Regions from separate parts of the Danio rerio genome. Here region 2 is linked to region 1. A link is a contact called in public Micro-C data. All regions are on one chromosome and are shown on one strand. The core of a region is the stretch at or near the end of the contact, and the rest is flanking DNA. Distances in the headings are between cores, read along the strand shown. Region 1 holds the start of usp10 (ubiquitin specific peptidase 10). Region 2 holds the start of phlpp2 (PH domain and leucine rich repeat protein phosphatase 2).

Evidence for each region. Hi-C and Micro-C count contacts between places; a contact is called where the count stands out from the background.
Region 2: a Micro-C map of caudal fin shows a contact between it and region 1, with 4 times the contacts expected there. The contact joins the promoter of phlpp2 here to the promoter of usp10 in region 1. A contact is called at or near these places in 2 of 18 Hi-C or Micro-C datasets (caudal fin and hematopoietic stem cells) and 1 of 4 datasets of contacts at active chromatin or transcription factors (gastrula embryo).

The regions. Positions count from the first base shown.
Region 1 is chr7:74,678,355-74,685,582 of GRCz12tu, reverse strand. usp10 (ubiquitin specific peptidase 10) reads left to right here and starts at 5,136. Exons shown (of 15, transcript XM_680529.11): 1 at 5,136-5,400. The coding sequence starts at 5,380. marveld3 (MARVEL domain containing 3) reads right to left here and starts at 2,004. Exons shown (of 4, transcript NM_200529.1): 1 at 1,888-2,004; 2 at 1,357-1,559. The coding sequence starts at 1,556.
Region 2 is chr7:74,800,453-74,806,909 of GRCz12tu, reverse strand. It overlaps phlpp2 (PH domain and leucine rich repeat protein phosphatase 2), which reads left to right and starts at 4,072. Exons shown (of 19, transcript XM_073907553.1): 1 at 4,072-4,386. The coding sequence starts at 4,201.

The DNA of each region.
Region 1 (7,228 bases), core at 3,887-6,386:
GCTGGATGCCTGACTTTAACTGCAGTTTCACTTTAACTTATGAACATTTCATTCATGCCCCTGTGACAAACTGGGGTATTAGACGCAAATAAGGAGTAAGGACTGGTGAGAGTGTTATGGATTTTATTAACGCACGCCAAATGATCCATTACTGACAGCCGCATGTGTGGATCTTGTCAGAAAATATGGTGAAAAGTCTTATAATAATAGTTTGATTGTGGTGTTCTTTAATAATGCCACTAATATTTGCATACTCCACGTCTTTATTCCATTTCTGTTTAGTTCAGGTATGACTTTAGTCGGATTAAGAAGATCAAAAAAAATGATGTAGCTTATGTAGGCCTACAGTTCAAAATTTATGTTTAACTAAATAAACAGTTCGTAAACACAAGTAAACCTTATTAAACATCATTTATTTTCATCACCAATTATCATAGCAGAACAGTTTCTCAAGCAGTTTGTGATGCATTTTGGAAACAGGAGATGAGCCCCTGGTCTAATGCGCCACCTGGCTTGAGAAACCCGTGTTAAAGATTTACTAATTTTGAGAATAATCTACATAAAAAAAAATCTATGCCAACCTTTAATATATATATATATATATATATATATATATATATATATATATATATATATATATATATATATAAATATAATCGGATGCAAAACCCTCCAAGTGCCATCTAGATTTTTTTTTCAACAATGAGCATTTTTCTCAGCCTCTTATGTTTATGTTTAGTTATTTCATGTTAAAATTGAATAAAATAACCTGTTATTTACCATAAAAGTAAAATGACTGCATCAAGACATAGGAGCCTGAGAAAAATGGTAATAATAGAAGAAAATTTCAGATGGCATTTAAGGTTTTTGCATCTGAACTCTTTATATATATATATATATATATATATATATATATATATATATATATATATATATATATATATATATATATATATAATTCTAGGGTCTCATACCTGGAATAGGTGCCCTTAGGGCCCCCAAATCACTAAGTCCACCCCTGCATGTAAGCATGCCTTTACAACATTAGCACAATTGATTTGACTGTAAACAATGCTTAATAGTCATTTGCTGCTAATATGATTTTACTATCTAGAATTTGCAAAGAATATTTTTTGTAAAATTATATTATCCAGGAAAAAGGTTTATCATGTTAATTTCTAAATACATTTATCCACGTTAAGCTTTTTTACGTTAAGCGTTTTAGATGAATGTCGCACTGAACTATTGCGCGAATATAAAACCAATTTTACCTCAATACAATCAAGTCATAGAAAAGCTTGAGTTCTGATCCATGCGGGTTCATAAACAAAAAATAAACCTCAAACCACTGCTTACGCGGCCTGACTGTGGTATCGGGTGTCCTCATACACCCGGGGGTCCCTCTGGGGGTCAGTGTATCTCTGTTTATCTCGGTGGTTTCGTGATCTGTCTTCTCCATCTGGTGTCCCCCTGTCCTCTCTGTATCTCCTGTCGTGTCTGTGATCATCTCTTCTGTCTCTGTCCCTTGTGTGATGATGTCTGTTTGAGCCTGCCATCGCCTAAAAAATAACGAGGAAATGCGTATTTACATCTCAAATGCACGTTCACGTGAATACACAAAAAGTTCCCGAAACCATTGTGGCATGGCGTTTCGTTATCAATAAACTGTTGTGATTGAGTGTATTTATTACTTATGTATGTTATTAAGATTATTTATAATTTTGCTTAAATAGTGTGACGGTGTTTATGTTGTAAGTTGAACGTTTTATTTGTTAGTCGCTCCATATTTGCACATTTCTCAATCAAATTATCAAAACAAACAGCTTTAGGTGGAGAAGATATTACAAGTACCTCGGAATTAAACCAGAGTGTTGACTCTGAGCCTACCTTTTATCAAAAAAGACCGAAATAAGCAGAGATTTGTCTGAGTTTCGTCCTGCTTTCTGGTGTTTTGCGGAGCGACACACCTGTGAAACCTGTCTGACTGACTCCGCCTCACTTTATGCGTCATCACGCTACGCCATTACATATGCGATCCAAAACAAAAGTTTTTTTGTATAATATAATATAATATAATATAATATAATATAATATAATATAATATAATATAATATAATATAATATAATATAATATAATATAATATAATATAATATAATAAATAAGAACATAATAATATAATATAATGATATAATGATATATAATAACATATAATAATATAATATAATATAATATAATATAATATAATATAATATAATATAATATAATATAATATAATATAACAAATAAGAACATAATAATATAATAAATTGATATATAATAACATATAATAATATAATATAATAACATATAATAACATAATGATATAATATAATATAATATAATATAATATAATATAATATAATATAATATAATATAATATAATATAATATAATAATATATAATATAATAATATATAATAATATATAATAACATATTGATATAATATAATATAATATAATATAATATAATATAATATAATATAATATAATATAATATAATATAATATAATATATAATTCTCATTAGTTTTCTTAAGTTAAGTAAGAAAATAAGTAGTTTAAATGAACTGGTTAAAAAACAAACACATTTTAACATGCAAGTTCATGTTACTGAAAATAATCTTATGGACAATAAAAACAAATAAACAAACAAACAACAGCAACAACAACAACAACAACAACAATAATAAAAATTCTCAAAAAGATCTGTGCGAAACACCTTTGCATATATCCAGATGGAAAAATGACTATACTTTACACTTACAGTGACTTTTAAATTTGTTTGTCCAATATCCATAGACTTATTATAATATTGGCAACATGTAAACCTAATCAATATGTGCACTACAGGTTAGCCATACACCTAATACAATAAACAGTAAAGGAAGTTACTTCAAATGGCAATTATCTTGCACGTCTACAAACAAAACCCGAACTTTATGGTCTTGCTAAATTCCTTAATTTCCTTCGGCTTAGTCCCTTTATTTATCAGGGGTCACCACAGCGGAATGAACTGTCAACTTATACAGCATATGTTTTACACAGCCAATGCCCTTCCACCTACAAACCAGTACTGGGAAACACCCATAACCTCTCACATTCACACACAACAACAACAACAACAAATTTAGTTTAATCAATTCACCAATAGTGCATGTATTTGGACTGTGGGGGAAACCGGAGCACCCAGGGAAAACTCACGCCAACACGGGGAGAACATGCAAACTCCACACAGAAATGCCAACTGACCCAGCCAAGGCTTGAACCAGCAACCTTCTTGCTGTGAGGTGAGCATGCTACCCACTGCGCCACCGTGCAGCCCCTTGCTAAATTCATTGGAAGTAATTTACGCTGTAATTGACACTTTTTTGTTGATTTTTTGACCCCTGTAATTAAACATAAAATTTTATTTTTAATTTATGCATCATTTTGTAATATTTTGTTCATCTCTGCCCTATCCTCCTTTGTCCTCCTTACAATTTAGTATGTTTTAATGTTTCTTGTGCAGCGCTCAGCATAATTAAGTAGAACCATTAAAAAAACAATGTATTTTGGTGCATTTAAGCTAAATAGATTTATTAAACAGATATATTTATTAAAATAATATTTTAGTCACCAAACATATTTAGAAATCGAAAGATAATATAATTAAAAATTTAAGCAAAATATTGCAAAATAAATTACAAACTAAATCACACTAAATTTTTCCAGTTTTTTGCTTCTCTTAATTTTTCCTTTTTATTTTATTTATAATTAACATTTTTCTATAACATAAATTTGGCTGTACTAGTTTTTGGACCATTATCGTAAGTTATTTTGTTAGATAAGCTCCATTTTTGGTTTCAGTACTGACCAATCTAATGTATATGCACAAATATATTGTATAGCTTCTTATTAAAAATATGCATTTAAAAGATAGATTTGTGAGGGGTGTACTTATATACGCTGCTGAACATGGTATATGTAAAAATCTTGGTAGCTTGTACCAATTAACTTTCATAGTAGGATAAATACTATTCTAAAATACTATGGGAGTCAATAAGTACAAGCTAACAGAGTTTATTTTAAAAATATCTTTTGTGTTCAACAGAGGAAAGAAAGTCAAACAGGTTTGGAAGAAGTGAAGGGTGAATAAGTGACGGAAGAATTTCCTGTTTTGGTTGAACTTGGTACTTGTTTATCTACTGTTTCCTTTTTTATTTTATTGCTACGATATATAAAACTTAATTAGAAAATGATATTATTAAGTAATATTTATTAAATATTTATTAAATATTAATGATATTAATATATATTAATATATTAATGATATTAATATATATTAATATATTAATGATATTAAATATTTATTAAATATTAATGATATTAATGATATTAATGATAATTAATATTAATGATATTATTAAGTAATATTTATTAAATATTAAATATGCTCAGCATCCTAGTGCAAGTTTGAATTTGCACGTCATTTTGGCGCGCCCACCCTCCCGGCAGAACGTCAACGCACGCACACGAGCCCGTTGAAGCCTGATTTATACTTCTGCGTCAAACACCGGCGTATGCTACGGCGCTGACGCATAGCCCTTCGCCGTGGCCATCGCCGTCACTGACGTGCACCTCTCAAAAAATGTAACTACACGTCGCAACGACGCGTAGCATAAGCTCTGTGATTGGTCGGCTTGGTAGCGCTGACGAGTCTGGGCGGGACCGAGAGGCGCGCGAATGGCGCGACGCCGCGCGAGCGATTGTTTACAAGTGTGGAGTCCCGTGAAGGAGCTCCGGATGGAAAGTTTTGTTTTGTGTTTACCTCATAGTTAAAGTTGTTGCACGTCCGCCGGTTCCTGCCTCAAAATGAGCGAGTTTGAGCCACTTGTACATCCCGGAAGTGTTCAGGAAATGCAAAAAAGTAGCGAAGAAACTTGACACAGAGGAACATTTACACCTCACTGCCAACTAGCGTTTCGGAAGTGTTAATGCAGACCGGCAGAGACAGCGCGCAGAAGTATAAATGCACAGCCACGCGCGTTGCCTGCGCCGTGGGTTACGCCGGTCACCTGACGCAGAAGTATAAATCAGGCTTGAGAAGGGAGCGCGCGCGAGCGCCACTGGCAGCACACAGGCGCGAGATAAAGATGGCGGCGACGGTGGGGGAAACGGCGTGATATGCTGGAGTAGTGGCACTAAACCTGAGTAAAACCACTGTATGACAAACCATAGCAAAATGGAGACCATGTCACAGTAGGTGTTTACTGGTAATACCAAGTACTACAAACTCACCTTACCCCCCTACCCCCCCGAGAGAACATTCATCTTGTGATTGTGGAGAAATCTCACCGGGAGCATGGCTTCGCAAAGTAACCAGGTACGGAAACCGTTTTGAAGCTTTCATTTACAGTTTAATATCGTAGAGATTGTTTGTTTTGCTTTGTGCTGTACTTTCTGTTGGACTGTGCGTGCGAGCTCATTGAATCGGCAGCATGGCTGCAGGCCCACAGCCTTCACGCGCTTATTCAAAACCACTAGCATTCCGTCTGCTAGCTCACATTCAGGCGGCCATTATAATAAAGGTTTACGGGTGATTTACAGCTGTCATGAGGCTGTGTGTGTGGCATAGCGCTGAGTGTGTGTTTTTCGGCCATGAGTTTGTGTTTGGCCCTCCCGCTCACGCTGCTGCAGCGGCCTGGCCACGCGCGCGTGCTCGGTTAATAACGGTCATTAGCAGGCGGACGCGATCTTGCACTGAACACACCGCGTTTCGGCGACATTTCTGTCGGATACCGCCTGTGTGGCACACTCCACCGAATACAGTAAGAAAGTGTTAAGTGTTTCCGCGGAGTGTCTTCAGTTCAAGCAAGTTGAAATAGAGTCGTGTCGTGCTGCTAATGTAGTGAAATAGGCCTGTTGATTGGGGGCGGTATCGCTTCCTGTCTTCAATCCCATTCAAACTCTTGCGTTTGACTTTTACGTTTGTTTCTTGATCACATCGCATCCATTATATTTCTAGTGACAGCTCGTCACCACCAGGCTGTGTTTTTAGTGTCTTTAGACTGGTTTTGAAGTCAGCTAACTTTGAACGAGGCGCCGTGGTGAAGATGCTACATCATTGTAGCTCTGACTGCTAGCCACATGCTGAACTGTAGCGTCTCCACTGTGCTGTCAGTAAACGTGAAGTCTTGAATAATCAAATGCATCCCGATCGCGTTTAATGCGATGCATAGGGCTGGTATTTGTATTTATTAATGACGTGTGATATTTAAATGTGCTACTTTCATAAAGTTGGACGGCTTTTAGCACTGTTGCATTGATGCCATATGGCTGAAATGTGGTTAGTGTATTAAATGTGTAAAGTTATGGGTCATTCTGCTTAATAAAAGGTCTCTGACTGTAGGCAGTTTAGACACATAAAGCACAAGGTCCTGTCAAAGTAAGTTGCACATGTCATTTATGCATGTAAACTTTGAATTGTGTGACGTGCATTTGTCACCTTGCGTTGTTTTTAATAATACCTGTTTATTAGTACTACAGTTTTGTTAGGATTGTTGTAAGTAATTATTCTGGCAATGCTGATTGACATGGAACAACACCTTATGGAAAGTGTTTAGTTTTGACAGCATCTGAACACCGGTGCCTCAGCGTCATTTATTTCTTTACTCATTAAATTTTGATTATTAGACAGAACTGTTGATGTAAACAGCATTTACTTTATGATTAAAAAGGCAAACACTTCAATATTTTCACATATGTAGTAAATACACATTTGTATCTTTTGAATACTTTTAATAACTATTAAACACTTAATGATGCAACTACTTTTTTTGCATGCAACTTGGATCTTCTGTAGATTTTTTTTTTTATTGAATTTTTTTATGCATTCGTTTCCTGCATAAACACATTGGATTGGGACAGGAGATGTAGTGTTTTAATGTTTAATGTATACAAAATTTGAATGACCCTGTCTATTTAAGACTCCCAGTGTGCTCAAAAATAAAGTATAATAAAGGATAGGCATGGGCCGGTATAAACTTGGGTAAAAATATCACAGGTTCACGGTATCTCACTATTGCGATTGCTGCTCTCAAATGAGTTCTTTTTTTTAAATGTCTTGGTAAAAAACAACACTTTTCCACAATGACAATGATTTTAAGAATCATTTTGGAGCAGTAAACATGTATGGCTAAGTAATTAAAACA
Region 2 (6,457 bases), core at 2,823-5,322, 120 kb before region 1:
TAATAAAACGGCCAGTATGTGTGTGTACATATATATATATATATATATATATATATATATATATATATATATATATATATATATATATATATATATATATATATATATATATATAAACACACATATACTGTATATTCTTATTTTAAAAATGTGTCTTCCACATCAATAAACATCTAGAATTTATTATTAGGTTTATTACACTGTAAAACAAACGATTAGTTGACGTTACTTTAAAAAGTGAGTAAACCCATTGTCTTAATTTCTATTTAAACGATCATAAGAACTTGCATAATTATAAAAAAAAATATTTAAATCAACTTAAATGTCCCAATTTACAACAGGTTAAAGGTCTAAAGGAAATAATAATACATATTTTACAGTGTAGATGTCAATCCTGGAGATATTAAAATCCTATCAGTGGAAGAAACACTCATAAACTCCTCAGTCCAGTTTCATGTAATTGATTATGAAATCCAAACAGTCTTCATTTTTACAATAAGTTGGCTACAGACCTCATCCCCGAAACGTCACGCAATAATCTCTCGATATGTGTTGATTTATGGCATCCCGTTAAAATGTATGTGGAGTTTAAAGTTTAACACGTTACGCAAGGAAAGCTAATCATTAAGGTTAAGATGACAGAGGTCAGTGATTCCTGATAAGAGCGAATGACTGCAAATCACACTACATTTACAGACCCGAGGCTCATAACAATAGCGGCTGATGAAGGACGTGTGTGTCGTTCTCTGTTTTTAATCAGGATCCTCACAATAGGGACTAAAGAAATATTGATTACATGAAGCAAATCTTTTTTTTTTTTGGCTTTTCATGTTCTGCAGGGTCTGGTAAAGTACAAGTGAAATCAAAACTAGCCATATTGATTGTGTTAGCGCACATTGCTAGTTTTGTGAACAGTTCATCTGTGCATGTCATTAAGAAACAAAACCGTTTATCGTTGTAATCTATAATTGAAATCTGCAAATGCACTTCCTGTTTGTTTTCAGTTAAGTTCTCAGATTACGTCTGTCTGAGGTATTGGGCGTGGCTAACATACTTAACCACGCCCCCTCCAACTCTCAGTTTTGACAACAAACAGAAATGGTGAGGAGGAGGAGGAGGAGTCTGTTAGGTTGTAATTCTTCTAAAACCATTTGGTGGTTCAGAATGAAATGCCTACTTTACATCCAATCAGCTCGCAGTAGAAAAAACAAGCCACGCCCATTGTTATCTCATGAACTGTGTCACAATACAAAAATAAAAATGCTCTCAGCTTCGGGCTTTAATGCTCAACCTGTGTTGATTTGTGGACAAAATGTGATTTGTAATAAATTGTGGCTGCCAACCAGTTTAATATGATTCAGCATATTGATTCTTAAAGGGACGGTTCACCCCAAAATTAACATTTTCTGGTAATTTACAGATTTTGTTTTTTTCTTTTTCAACATCAAAAGTTGCTGGAGGAAAGATCAAACACCCATAATACAAGTCAAAAGCATAAATAAATGAAAAAGAAACAAGAAATTAGTTTACAGTATACCGAGGGTGAGTAAATTAACAGTAAATCTCTGTTATCTGCTGAACCAGCCCTTTAAAGATCCTCATGAATAATTCATCACACGAAGCACAGTGATTGGCAATGGTCTATGAATAATAAGTAGCGCCAACCCAATCAATTTATCACCCTTAAACTATTAAAACTGTCAATAAAAGTCACTTTTTCCAAACTTTACAACATCAAATGTTGCTGGAGGAAAGATCAAGATCCCATAATGCAACTCAAAAGCATAAATAAAAATTACATTATCATTTTTACATTATTATTACATTACAATAATTATTACATTATTTTCCTAGTTAGTTGATTTACGGAAGTTTACAGTGTACCGATGGTGAGTAAATTAGCAGTAAATCTTTGTTATTTGGTTAAACTACTCCTTTAATTATCCTCATGAATAATTCATCACCTGAAGCACGATTGGCAATGGTCTATGAATATTAAGTAGTGCCAAACACAAACAATTTATTGTTTTAAACTATTAAAAATGTCAAAAAGATCAAGATCCTATAATGCAACTCAAAAGCATAAATAAATAAAAAACATAACATTAGTTAACTAATTAGTTGATTTACCGAAGTGTACAGTGTACTGATGGTGAGTAAATTAACAGTAAATCTCTGTTATCTGCTGAACTATCCCTTTAAGCATCCTCACGAATAATTCAACACCGGAGCTCAGTGATTGGCATTGGTCTATGAATAATAAGTAGCGCCAAACTCAAGCAATTTATCAATTCAAACTATTAAAAATGTCAATAAAAGTCACTTTTTAAAATGTTTCAACATCAAAAGTTGCTGGAGGAAAGATAAAGATCCCATAATGCAACTCAAAAACATAAATAAATAAAAAACATTACATTAGTTTACTAATTAGTTGATTTATGGAAGTTTACAGTGTACTGAGGGTGAGTAAATTAACAGTAAATCTCATCTGATGAACCAGCCCTTTAAGGATTCTCAATAATTAATCACTGGAAGCACATCAATAGGTGTGTCCTATGAACAATAAGTAGTGCCAACCCAATCAGTTTATCACTCAAACTATTACAAATGTCAATAAAAGTCACTTTTTACAAACTTTTCGACATCAAAAGTTGCTGGAGGAAAGATCAAGATCCCATAATGCAACTCAAAAGCATAAATAAATAAAAATATTACATTACTTTACTAGTTAGTTGATTTACAAATGTTTACAGTGTACTGATGGTGAGTAAATTAGCAGTAAATCTCTGTTATTTGGCTGAACTACCCTTTAAGCATCCTCATGAATAATTCATCAGTTGGTGTGTTCTATGAATATTAAATAGCGCCAACCCAATCAATTTATCACCCTTAAAGTAAAACAAATGTCTATAAAGGTCACTTTTTCAAACTTTTCAACATCAAACGCTGTTGGAGGAAAGATCAAGATCCCTTAATGAAACTCAAAAACATAAATAAAATAAAGACAAAACAACAAAAACATTACATTAGTTTACTAATTAGTTGATTTATGGATGTTTACAGTGTACTGAAGGTGAGTAAATGAACGGTAAATCTCCATTATTTGGCTGAAATACCCCTTTAGGCATCCTCATGAATGATTCATCACCGTAAGCACATCAGTTGGTGTGTTCTATGAATATTAAATTGTGCTATCCCAAACAATTTATCGCTCAAACTATAAAAAAATGTTATTAAAAGTCTCCTTTTCCAAACTTTCAACATCAAAAGTTGTTGAATGAAAGATCAAGATCCCATAATGCAACTCAAAAGCATGAATAAATGAAGACAAAACAACAAACTGTACTGATGGTGAGTAAATTAAAAGTAAATCTCTGTTATTTGGCTGAACAACCCTTTTAAGTATCCTCATGAATAATTCATCACCGGAAGCACATCAATGTGCGTGTTCTATGAATATTAAGTAGCGCCGACCCAATCAATTTATCCTTACTATTAAAAATGTTAATAAAAGTCACTTTTTTAAACTTTTCAACATCAAAAGTTGTTGAATGAAAGATCAAGATCCCATAATGCAACTCAAAAGCATGAATAAATGAAGACAAAACAACAAACTGTACTGATGGTGAGTAAATTAAAAGTAAATCTCTGTTATTTGGCTGAACAACCCTTTTAAGTATCCTCATGAATAATTCATCACCGGAAGCACATCAATGTGCGTGTTCTATGAATATTAAGTAGCGCCGACCCAATCAATTCATCGCTTACTATTAAAAATGTTAATAAAAGTCACTTTTTTAAACTTTTCAACATCAAAAGTTGTTAAAGGAAAGATTAAGATCCCATAATGCAACTCAACAGCATAAATAAATGAGAAAAACAACAACAACATTACATTAGTTTAATTTAATTTAACAGTAAATCTCCGTTTTCTGTTGAACTTCTCCTTTAAGGATCCTCATGAATAATTAATCACCGGAAGCACATCAATGGGCGGTGTTCTATGAATAATAAGTAGCGCCGCCCCCCTCATGTTTATTGATTGAGTTTGTTTGACAGCCGTGAGCCTTCAGTCTCACTATGGCGTCTCATCAAATCAGGATGGGCTTTTTCCACCGCCTCCTGTACTGGAATTTATCCCTCGCCGCTCGCTATCATACATCTGGATTTCTGTGCTGAGAGACGTCAAATGTAGGCGAAATGAAGGACGAGAAAAGCACCGCGCGGTCGCTCCCGAGTGCCGACACGGAGCGGAGAAATGCAGCCGATGTGGAGGACGGCCGGGCGGGCAGCGGAGCGGCGCTGAACCCGGTGCTGCACGGAGCTGGATCTGACCGAGCCGCCGCACCGACAGCCCGAGCGGGAACCGGAATACGCGTTTTAAAGGTACCAGATCCGGCTCTGTTTAGCTCGCAGTGTTGCTGTTAAACGACAGGGCCAAAGTACGTGTGTGAATCCGTGAACTGCATCAGCAATTATCTGTTTAACACTTCCACACGCCGCCGCCGTGTCTCAAATCCTAGCGAGCACCCTACACAGACAGCTGCACTAACGTGTATTGGTTAAAAAGATTGCTATGTAGTATTTTATTTGTATTATACTTTAAACAAATAAGTTAGCATACTAGTCTACACAGACAGCTGTAGGATGCTAGCATGTATTGGTTAAAGACTAATATGTATTTTGGTTGTATTAAATAGCTTTCAAATAGGATTATTTTATTTATTTAGCATTCTTTAGACTAGAGATACAACACAATTGATCAAATATGATATTAATATTATAAGGCTAGGGCGATAAAAGCTAAAATAAATAAATAAAATATAATATAATAATAATGAATTATAATTAACAAGTATGTGTGAGTCCTCTTATCTGTTTAAAACTTCCACACGTGTGTCTCGAAATCTAGGGAGCACCCTACATAGACAGCACATTCGGTCAGTAGCCTACATATGGCACTTGGTGCTGTTATGTAGGTGGCTTACTAGGATTTGTGACGCAGCCAGTTGATAATGAATGGCCCATATCAGTAATGTCATCTCAATTTATATGGTATCCCTTCTCCTCATTAGTTTATTATCTCGGAGGAGAATTGTTTAGTGTGATTACTTTTAAGGGGATGTTCATGTAGGGTGCATTCTGGATGCTTTTGGAAATGCAATTTTGGATAAAAATTGGACATTGTTTGTAGTCTTCTGTTTTTCTGATTGTTATGTTATCAAAAATACTGTAAGTAATATAGTAATGCTTTTAAATGTGATGAAGTATGGCAAGCTGGGTTAACATGTAGTGCTGCACGATATATTGGTTCAGCATCGATATCGCAATGTGCGCATCTGCAATAGTCACCTCGCAGGACGTGCAACGTTGAGTTTATGCTGCAAGTAGTTGTCCAGGAGAAATATTTCAGATGTAATTTGTGGAATCAGTGCAGAGTGTTACCGTAACTGAGTGAAAGTTTATTATTTGTATGTGTTTTTAGGGCCTGTGACTGTGTAAGCCAGGGGTGTCCAAACTCGGTCCTGCATTGCCAGTGTCGTGCATATTTTAGTTCCAACCCCAATTAAATGATCCTGACACAGCTAATCAAACTCTTTCTAGGTATGCTAGAAACTTTCAGGCAGGTGTGTTAAAGGAAGTTGGAGCTAAACTGTGCAGGACGACCCTGGTGTAAGCATTCAGGCATGATAAATTTACCATTTGTGTACTTTTTAAATAAATTATTTTTACAATGAAGACTACACAAGTGTTTGAATATTGTTAGATTCCCCAAAAAAGCACAACGCACTGTCTATTTCACATTTATCAGTGCTTTTATTTTGTCTATTTTATTTTATGCATGATTCCCTCCTTTACAGAATCATCCAAATTAATCTTACTGAGTTCTTTCCAAACAGATCTGTTTGGAAACAAAGCTATCTGGTAAAATTGTCCATATCCGCAATTTATATACAGTGCATCCTGTAAGTATTCATAGCGCTTCACTGCTTCCACATTGTTTATGTTTACAGCCTTATTCCACAATGGATTAAATTAATTTATTTCCTCAACATTCTACACTAGGGATGTAACGGTATCAGAATTTCACGGTACGGTAATACCTCGGTATGAATGTCACGGTACGGTATTTATTGAATCATTTACAGGAAAAACAAAACTTTTGAAAATACTCCAAAAAATTGCCAAAATTGTCTATGACATACAAATTAGCCATCTATCTGTAAGCTTTGAAACAGGAACTTCAATTTTAATAACAAAAAATTATTAAACCATGTAAAAAAATAAAGTTTCAATTTAGTATTGTTGAAAACTCATCACATTCAACATTTAATCACTCACTCACTTAGATAGAGATGGGTTTAAAGGAAAATTATCATATAAATATAATCTGGTAATACCTGGTATCTCTGGGTATTTACAATGTCCCCTGCAACAGAAAAAAACCCTCTCATTT